Regions from separate parts of the Mus musculus genome. Here all the other regions are linked to region 2. The links are chromatin contacts, called in public Hi-C and HiChIP or PLAC-seq maps. All regions are on one chromosome and are shown on one strand. Each heading gives the region's core, a stretch centred on a gene start, on an enhancer-like site or on the middle of the called end of the contact. The rest is flanking DNA. Distances are from core to core; before and after follow the strand shown.

Region 1 (3,006 bases), core at 150-2,649, 350 kb after region 2:
GCCGCAGAGGCCAGAGGAGGCCCTGCCGTGCGCGCGCCCCCTCAGCGCTGTCCGCAGAGGACCTGGGAGGGGGTGACGGGGGCGCGCCCGAGAAGCTGAGCCCTCCTGGCTGGGCGCCCCCCGAGCCGAGGGGACCGAGGGCTTTCCACCCTCCTTGGATTATTAAAAAGTTCATTTCCTGGCGAATCGGGTGACGTCAGGGGCCCGGCGTCGCGGTGGCGGGGCCGCCGGGCCGGAGAAGCCGCCTCCAGTTACCCAATTACGGACTGTCAATCCTGCCGCCCCTCCCCCATCCTTGGGGGCGGCGGGGACCCCAGCCTTTCCCCAGCTCGGGACCAACCTGGGACTCCTCTGGAATTATTCTTTAGGGGTTTCGGTCCCTGCAAAGATAGAGGAGCTATGTGGAGGGCTCCAAGCTTGGCCAATCCATCGCACCTGTCTAGATTCCCCTAAAAGTCTTGGACTCACAAGCTTCTTTCTGGACTCTTGGAGTTTAGGTCTCCCATCTATAGCCAGGGAGGGAGCTAGGTTTGTATACTCGCCACTGAACTCACTTGTCTCTCCAGAATGGAGGTGTTGTGGAGAAAAACTCCAGGTGACTTTGGGGAAAAAGTGCTCACAACATTGCTTCCCTCTCCCTAAAGACCGTCTCGGGGACCCTTAGAAAGAAAAAATATATATGGTTAATACCCCGGGAGTCTCCCTTCAGCCGACTCTGGCGCCAGTTTCCCGCTCCACGGCCTCGCCCCAGGCAGTTCAGCCTGGTGGTCTACTAAGGCCCCGCCCGGAGCCCTTCCCCCTCCCTGGGCCACTGGCTTGACCGCGACCATTATTGGTCTAGCACAGCCTCAAGTGTCTTAGTGCTCAAAGTTCGGGTGCCCTAGAGAAGTCCACAATCCCTAGACTCATGTTGTCCAGCGGATCCTACCAGCCTCTTGCACAGCTATCCCTGATAGAAGGACAGAGAGTTTGGGGAGTCAGTTGGATTTGGGCTGGCCGTCGTCCGTAGCAGTGGAGGTGGGGCTCCGCCCGAGAGTAGAAAGCTGTGGTCCCAGCAGAGAGATACCCAGAAGGTGCACGTCTCGGCTCCTGGGAAGTCAGGGACCCTATTCGTGCCTAGTTGCTGGGAGGGCAGAGGTTGGAAGACCTGAGCGTCTGCCGGAGGGGTGCAGGGTCTGCCCACGGCGAAGGTCCCCTGGGGGGGGGGGGCGTTGGCATCAGAGGCCGCAGAGAGGGCGCTGGTAGGGGGCCAGGCAGCCTAGGAGGCCAGCTTGCGGGTCATTCCCGAAGTCCAGCGGCCAAAGCGGCGGGAGCAGCCAATGGGGGGGCGGAGGCTGGGCGGCGCGCGGCGCTGATTGGCTGGCGCCGGCTTCATAGGCGTGCGCGGCCCCCGCTTCACGTCTGTGCAGGAGTCGGCAGCTGGCGCCAGGGCGGCCGGAGGATGCAGAGGGGCCGGAGCCGGGCGGGCCGGAGGCCGAGACGCGCGCTGTCCCCCACCCCTATCCCGTGAATCCGCCGGCCCTGGAACGCGCTGTCGCTGGGCCCGCCGTACCCGGGCTCTCCTGGTGTCTCTTACTCTCTACTGCTGAGCCCTCCCCTTCCCGCGCCGCTGCGAGTGTAAGTTTGAGGTTCAGGGGGCTTGTGGACATTCCTAGGTTGGAGGGATCTCTGTGGAGCTCAGACCAGGATCTCCTGTGGGCGATTACGTTCTTATGCTTTGGGGAGAGGTTGGCTGACTGCTAGAGAGTGCATTGGGGACCGGCTCGCAGCCCCAGGAACTGCGGGTGCGTTTTTTGGGGTGGCCCGGGGTGTTGGGGGTTAGTTTGTGTATATATTGTCAAAGTGTTACGGGGGCGTGGGAGAGCGTGTGCCCCAGAGTGGATGTCTAGGCAACTGTCTCTAACTTTTAGTCAGAGTTTATGTGTTTGTGTGCCCAGAGGACAGGGGCACGGTGTGAGAACCTGATTTCAGTTCCGCGTGCGTTTTGGGGGGGTCACCGATGTCAGGACCTATCCGTGTGTGTGACCTCGTGTATGTGGAGTTGCGTCTGTGGGAACGCGAGTTTCCCTGCAAGTGTATGAGGCTGAACCCCTTCCTTCACCTTCCTTTCGTTTTAAACCTTGCGCTTTCCTTCCACCCGGGACTGGTCCTCAGTGAAGCTCCGATGGAACGTCTTTGCTCTCAAGACACAGACTTTGGGAATGGGGGTGTCAGAAGGCGGCAGTGTCCTTCACATTCCCTCTGTTATCCAGGGCCGCCCCACCTTCGCCTGGTTCCCAAGACACAGTAGTGGACCATGGAGGTGGCGCCTGAGCAGCCTCGCTGGATGGCGCACCCCGCCGTATTGAATGCGCAGCACCCCGACTCGCACCATCCGGGCCTGGCGCATAACTACATGGAGCCAGCACAGCTGCTGCCTCCCGACGAGGTGGATGTCTTCTTCAACCATCTCGACTCGCAGGGCAACCCTTACTACGCCAACCCGGCCCACGCGCGCGCGCGCGTTTCCTACAGCCCGGCGCATGGTGAGCTTTGGCCCCCGAGGTTTCTGGAAGCCTGGCGCCCGGGCCAGGCCTTGGAGGGGGGACGGCCTGTTGCTGCTTCCCGGATGTGGGATCCACAGGAATCTGAGCAGCTGCGAAATCGGGCCTAAGAAGATGGAGGCAGGGACTTCTTAGGGAGGGTCTGGGACCTGTAGGGTTTCGGTCCATTTCCAAGTGTCTTGGCGGGGGTGGGGGTGGGGGAATCCTTCTGGGCCCTGTCCGGTGGGGCTGCTGTGTCACTTGTCCTTCGGCCTTTCACTGACATTGCTGATGATTACAGGCTGAGGTGTTACGTTTCTGATGTTTTAAAGGGTGGGGCTGCTGATGGTAGTTCGCTGAGTTGTGATCCTGTGTGCCCGGGTCATGGCTCTGAAGCCCCTGGTCATCCTCACCCCCTTTCCCTCTGCACAGCCCGTCTCACCGGAGGCCAGATGTGCCGACCACACTTGTTGCACAGCCCAGG
Region 2 (2,753 bases), core at 31-2,530:
TCTATTTTGTGTCTTCAAGAATATTGCAAAAACCTAACCAGCCGATTGCTGTGCAATGTCTCCTTTTCCAAGACCCCCACCCCCACCCCAGATGTAGTCACTTCCTCTGAAAGTGCCTGGTGGCCGAGGCCATGTGCTTGACATGTGGCAACAGGCAAAAGGCTTCACCTATAAAATCAACACCTAAACCCAAGTGAGAACGATTAAACCGTCCTAAAACAGGTTTTCACGGTAATGAAAAATCTAGATTGATCTTTGCCAACTCTACTTCCGAGGCTTTCTTGTAATTTATATCCATTTAATCCGAGAAATATTGGCAAGGACTTCTGCCACCCTGATGGCCTTAAAGGCCTGACAACCTACGGGTCCTATCCACCCGGTTCCCGCTCCATTAAAAAAAAAAAGGGGGGGGGGGGGTGAGGGACCTAAGACTTGACTCTCATCGATCCAGGGAAAGGTGGTTTCTTTTGACTAACGATGTCGAATAAGCTGCTTAAGAATACGAACTACAAGAAATCAGGAGTTTGAATAAAGGTCGCCAGTACAGAGAACCGAATCCAGACTCCCAAGCCTTACAGCGGCGTGCGCGGGCTTCGTCACAGGCCAGGTCCTGAGGCCCCGCAGCCGCTGGCACATGGCCCGCCAGGCCTCCACCGGGCGCTCGGCCTGGGGACCTCCACCTCGACCAGGCTCTCGCCCCCGCCACACCGCCCCGTTCCAGGAGTTCCCGCCACACTGGCCCTCGGCGCTAGGCCCGCGCGCGACTCTCCTCGCCTCGGCCCCAAGGGCGCCGGGCCTCGTCGCCACACGGATGAGGCCTGCGTGGCCCTCGGGGCCAAGAGAGGGCCCCACGCTCCAGCCCTAGTGCCAGCGCCGCAGGACGGACAGGACGCCCGCCACAGTACGGCGGGCCAGAAACTGGAGCCGAGACGCCGCTCGGGCCGAGCCCCGCGCCTGACGCAGCAGGGCGCAGGCCGAGGTGCGGCCGCCATCGCGCCTCGCAGTTCCGGCCCTCCGTCCGTCTCGGCCGCACCAACCCCGCCACCTCCGTTGCGCAGGCTACACCCTCGCCTCTCACCTTCGGCGTCTGAGCTGCCCACAGCGGAGGAGACTCGGACGAAGAACCAAGAAGGCGACTCGCAAAGCAGCGGCTGTTTATTTTCAGGGTCCTTGCCTGCGCCACACGCGGGTCTGCACACGGCCCCACACACGCCGCTGCGCACGGCTCTCCTCCGCCTCGCCCACGGATCCAATCAGCGCAGGAAGCCAGGCCAGCCAATCAGAATCGCCCGCTGGGAGCGCGGCCTCGCGCGAGGGCGGCAGGGGCGGGGCGGACTGCTCCACGCCCAGCCTCTTCCGGCCCGCAGCGCTCGCGGCCTTCCCGCCCGTACCTGGGTTCCGTGTCTACGATGAGTGGTTCGCTGCTTTCCTACTAGCAGTTCGTCCCTCGAACCTTTGCTGGTTCTCTCCAGCCTACGGGGCTGATCCGGGCAGTGGTCGCAGCTTGCGGGAGCCAATCTCCCCCTGCCCGGCCTCCCCTAAGCCTGGTGGGGCTCAGAAGCAGACCAGGTTCCAATACACACACACTTAGGTTTGGGGGAAGGTCTTAGTGGCCTGATCATAGAAGCGGCTGTGGCTACCGTTACGGTCCATGAGATGCGTTTGGGTTTTGTGTTTCCTGGGTATAAACCGACAGCGCGCTGCTAGTGCCCCTGGCTTGCAATAGCCCCAAATGAAAATGCCTAATGAGGTTGAAGATGGTGACAGGTGATTTGTGTCACAACACTTCTTGTGACCCATAATGAATGACATCCCTAGGATTTGTGGATGAGAGGAGGCCAAGAAAGTTATTGCCTGGGCTGCCCCATTCAGGAGTGACCGTCGTTTGCATTTCATGGTGTCTCCAAAATAGATTGTGTGTGTAGTCATAGGTCCTCAAAGCAGAAGATAAATTTTTCCTGTAAGTCCTGGGTTTGATTCCCTAGCGTTACCACACACCCTGAAGACAATTTCTATATAAACTAAAGCATTCTAGAACTCTGTCCCGTTTTAATGATTTTTTTAATACAAACATGAAGAATCTGGAAATCTCAAGTCTCTTGAGTTCTAAAAAGTACTAAAATTTGTCTAGATTTTAGTTTCCGCTAGCGACTTACTCTTTAAACTTACACATGGGCCTGCAGAAATGACTTAGAAGTTGAGAGCAGCCAGGCGTGGTGGTGCATACCTTTAGTCGCTTGCACTTGAGAAGTAGAGGCAGTAGGATCTCTTGTCAGTCCAAGTTCATCTAATCTACATAACAAGTCCCAGGTCAGCCATAGCTACATAGTAAGACCTTTGGGCTGTAGATATGGTTTAGAAGAGCATTTGTCTCGCACAAGACTCTAGATTCCATTTCAACAGAAGAACAAAATGTTCAACCATAGTCAGACCCAGTCTCAAAATAAGCAAAAAAAAACAAAAACAAAAAACAAAAAAAAAAAAAAAACACCAGCAACAACACATGCTGCTATTGAAGAGAACCAGAATTCAGTTCCCAACACCTATATCCTACTAACAACTACATATAACTCCAGGTCCAGAGGATCTAATGTCCTCTAACTTAGGAGGTGCACATAAATATACCCAGCCACATACACATAAATCTTTGTTGTTGTTCTCGTTGTTTGAGGCAGGGTCTCTACATGGCCCTGGCCATCCTGCAACTCACTACTCATAGACCATGCTGATCTTGAACTCACAGAGCGTTGCAG
Region 3 (2,971 bases), core at 442-2,941, 270 kb after region 2:
GGCCACAAGAGCCAAGCCAGGCCCCTTGGACAGTCCAAGGGACCAGGGCTCTGTGCTGAAGCTGCATGCCCAAAGGCCTGGCTGGGACTGGGGCCAGACTGCCTCAGAGGTGTGAGACTCTAATATTCCCACCGTGCTCCCGTAATAGGAGCAGACCCCTCAGCAGGTGTCTCTCTCCTGGACCCTTCCCAGCTCTTGGGCCCTTTCCCATGTGAGGTCCTGTTTCTCAGCCTGGTTCCTGTGAGCACAAATGTGGTATCCCACTCTCACCCCAGTCTTTCTCTGGGCCTTGTTTCTGATTGGCTGAAGCCATACCTACACTTCAGCAGCTGAAACCTTGGCTGAGACCACCTTAGGTTCATGCACAGTAGTGAGGCCAGTGCACATGGACTTTGCCCATGTCCCCAATAGTGGTATTTTTGGAAACTATAGGATGATGTCACAGAAGATATCATTTAGTATGCCCTAGTTTTATCTGTATCTATCTACCCACCTACCTACTTACCTACCTACTTACACACACAGACACACACACACACACAGTGAGAGTATTACCTACTTACACACGTGCACGCGTGTGCACACACACACACAAGTATTTATGTGTGTCTGTCTGTCTGTGTGTACATTATGCTTAGCTCTAAGCCATTCTGTTATCAATGCAGGATTTCCACCACAGAGAAGATAGCAGCTGGACTCGTGGCCCCTGCTCCTGCCTTCCCACAACCACATTTAACTGGCTCTTCAGTGTTGAATAGCTAAAAGTTTTCCAACAGCCAGGGGAGTTGACATGGCTGTCGCCAAGCAGGCTAATGTGCCCACTGCTGACTAGGATGTCATTTCAGGCTGTCCCTGACTTTCAATAGTTTGTCTTAGGATGTTAAAATGACATGCATCCAGTAAAAAAATTAAATGCTTTGAGTTATGAATTTGGGTTTTTCTCCTGAACGAGCAGTGGTCCTCGATTTTGCTCTCCATGTTGTACAGTGGAAAGTGAATGACGTCCATTGGCCCTTTGATCAGGAGTGGTTCACTGTGGCGTGCTGTACCACTAAGTTATGATGCTCAATTGAAGTTGGGGGTGTCCAGTTCATTGTCACTTTGAATACCTTTTTTTTGGGGGGGGGGGAGTTAGGGACCTTGCCACGATGCCAGGGCCTTAAACTTCTGAGCTCTGGTTACATATACCCCAGCCCCATGATAAAGGTCTTTGATTTGCAATCTTACAGCTTCTCTTGGTCTGGGGACAGTACAGAGAGAGCCACAGTTCTGCTTAGACAATTGCGTGATGTTTGTGAAATTGATGTCACATCAGAGAAACCGCTGTGCTCCTACGCAGTTGTCTGTTTAGCTCTGTGGTGGCTTTTGAAAAGGGGAATCAAGTGCTGTCAGTCTTATGGTCATGTCAGGTCAGGGCATGAACAGACGTTTCAGTGGCAACCCTGCTACTTAGATGGGCCAGGGGACTGGACTGTGAATTTTTAAAGCTCATGGTTTCCCAGAGTGTGGCGAGGTGATCACAGGCGACCCAACATTGGCCTCTAGCCTTTCCAGGCTCAAGCTGGGAGAAGCACGTTGTGCAGGATGGGCGACCCAACTTTGGCCACTAGCTTTTCCATGCTCAGGCTGGGAGAAGCACAGTTTCACGTGTGCAGGATGGGCAGCTGGGAGCAGGAGCAGCTCAAGAAGGACCCCTAGTGGCAGCATCATGTAGTGCTGCTGTCTACCCTGGGGCCCCGGCTCAGGTCCCTGTTCCAGGGAACAGGTCAAAAGTTCTGAGCAGGGTTACCTTTTCCTGGGGACAACAGCCTGCAAGGCTTATGTTTCTTGGCAGCCTGCTGTCTGCAAGTGTCTTCCTGATTTCTGCCATTCCTGGGTGGTCGTTCCCTACACCGAGTTTCTCTGGAGGGTCCTGACCCTGCCTCCTCCCACATTCCCCATAGACCACCCTCAAACAGGCAGCCTGGCTACGCCTACTTCATCTCCCCGGGAATCCCTGGGCCACACATCCTGATGGGTCTTAGAACTCCAGGCTTCCTTGCCGCCCAGAAACCGCCCCTTTCTTGCTCAGTTGATGGCACCGCCTCTCCCATCAGCTTTTCTGCACACAGCTTCTACCTTCGCCCTCATGGGGGCAGCCACTGCTCAGGAAAAAGACTCTGCTGCAGACCTGGCGTTCCCTGTCCAGGCCAGCCTCAGGCCCCTGATCAGTAGTCAGGGGTGTGGTTCTACAAAGAGACTTTTACCTGACTCCACTTCCTTCTGTTCGCTGGCTCTGAGAGTCTGCAGGGCCAGTAAGCAGAACCACAGCCCCTTTTGGGGACCAGGAACCCCTGTTTGGCAAAGGGACTTAGAAAGCTCTGAGATCAGTCCCAGCCCTTCCCTCTAAGAGACAGAGAGCCTTCTAACAGGCTAAACAGTGGAGACCAAGACAAACTGCATCCAGATCAGTGGTGCTGCCTAGAAAGTGTAATAGCCTCATAGGTTAGCTCACGAAGCACGCACGGGTGAGACCTTGGCTTCCGCTCCTAGCATCACACTGCCCCCAGAAGTATGTGCAGTGACTTTGACAGGAACTCAAGGGCAAGAGAGAATCCAAACCCAAGTCCTTCTGAAAGTAAAGCTATATCTCTCATGAGTCATCTCAGACCGATCCCCTAACTCTCCCTCCCTGGGACCTCACAGTGCTAGAGGGAAGCCATGGCTTCCCCACCCCCACCTTATGCTCCACCTGCTTCCCAGCATGCCCTGCTCCCCATGCACAAGGCTGCCCAGCAGCCCCTTGAAGCTACACAGCCATCCTGAGAGCCCGAAGGTAAATTCTTTCCACATTCATTCGTCCACACCTACTCTGAACTGTCCTGAGCACGTGAGGCACTGCAGAGAATGTAGCAACAGCCATCTTTGTTTGCCAGAAGAGAAGTGACATGGAAAAGCCAGGGCAGCCATCAAGTAGATGGGAGACAGCCTT

What was found. Hi-C and Micro-C count contacts between places; a contact is called where the count stands out from the background. HiChIP or PLAC-seq counts read pairs in DNA pulled down with a chosen protein or histone mark.
Region 1: a contact with region 2 is called in a Hi-C map of female germline stem cells, with 5 times the contacts expected there. The contact joins the promoter of Gata2 here to the promoter of Cnbp in region 2.
Region 3: an H3K4me3 HiChIP or PLAC-seq map of embryonic stem cells shows a contact between it and region 2, with 7 times the contacts expected there. The contact joins the enhancer-like site here to the promoter of Cnbp in region 2. A contact is called at or near these places in 1 of 484 Hi-C or Micro-C datasets (bone marrow-derived macrophages), 6 of 115 datasets of contacts at active chromatin or transcription factors (bone marrow-derived macrophages, embryonic stem cells, large pre-B cells and 1 more) and 1 of 9 other capture datasets (adipose tissue).

What each region holds. Positions count from the first base shown.
Region 1 is chr6:88,197,265-88,200,270 of GRCm38.p6, forward strand. Gata2 (GATA binding protein 2) reads left to right here and starts at 1,400. Exons shown (of 6, transcript NM_008090.5): 1 at 1,400-1,617; 2 at 2,253-2,525; 3 at 2,955-3,006. The coding sequence starts at 2,297. Gm38708 (a long non-coding RNA gene) reads right to left here and starts at 119. Exons shown (of 4, transcript XR_001785312.2): 1 at 1-119.
Region 2 is chr6:87,849,826-87,852,578 of GRCm38.p6, forward strand. It overlaps Cnbp (cellular nucleic acid binding protein), which reads right to left and starts at 1,281. Exons shown (of 5, transcript NM_001347325.1): 1 at 1,079-1,281. It overlaps Gm44064 (WAS/WASL-interacting protein family member 2), which reads left to right. Exons shown (of 2, transcript XM_030255689.1): 2 at 535-2,488. The coding sequence ends at 1,413.
Region 3 is chr6:88,122,005-88,124,975 of GRCm38.p6, forward strand. No RefSeq gene overlaps it. Among named protein-coding and RNA genes, the nearest start is that of Mir6376, 19 kb to the left of the region's middle. Within about 2 kb of position 1,692, at least 50 of the 459 cell types and tissues checked have an H3K27ac peak or open chromatin away from gene starts, as enhancers often do. A contact at or near this core is called in bone marrow-derived macrophages and embryonic stem cells, where this site is marked.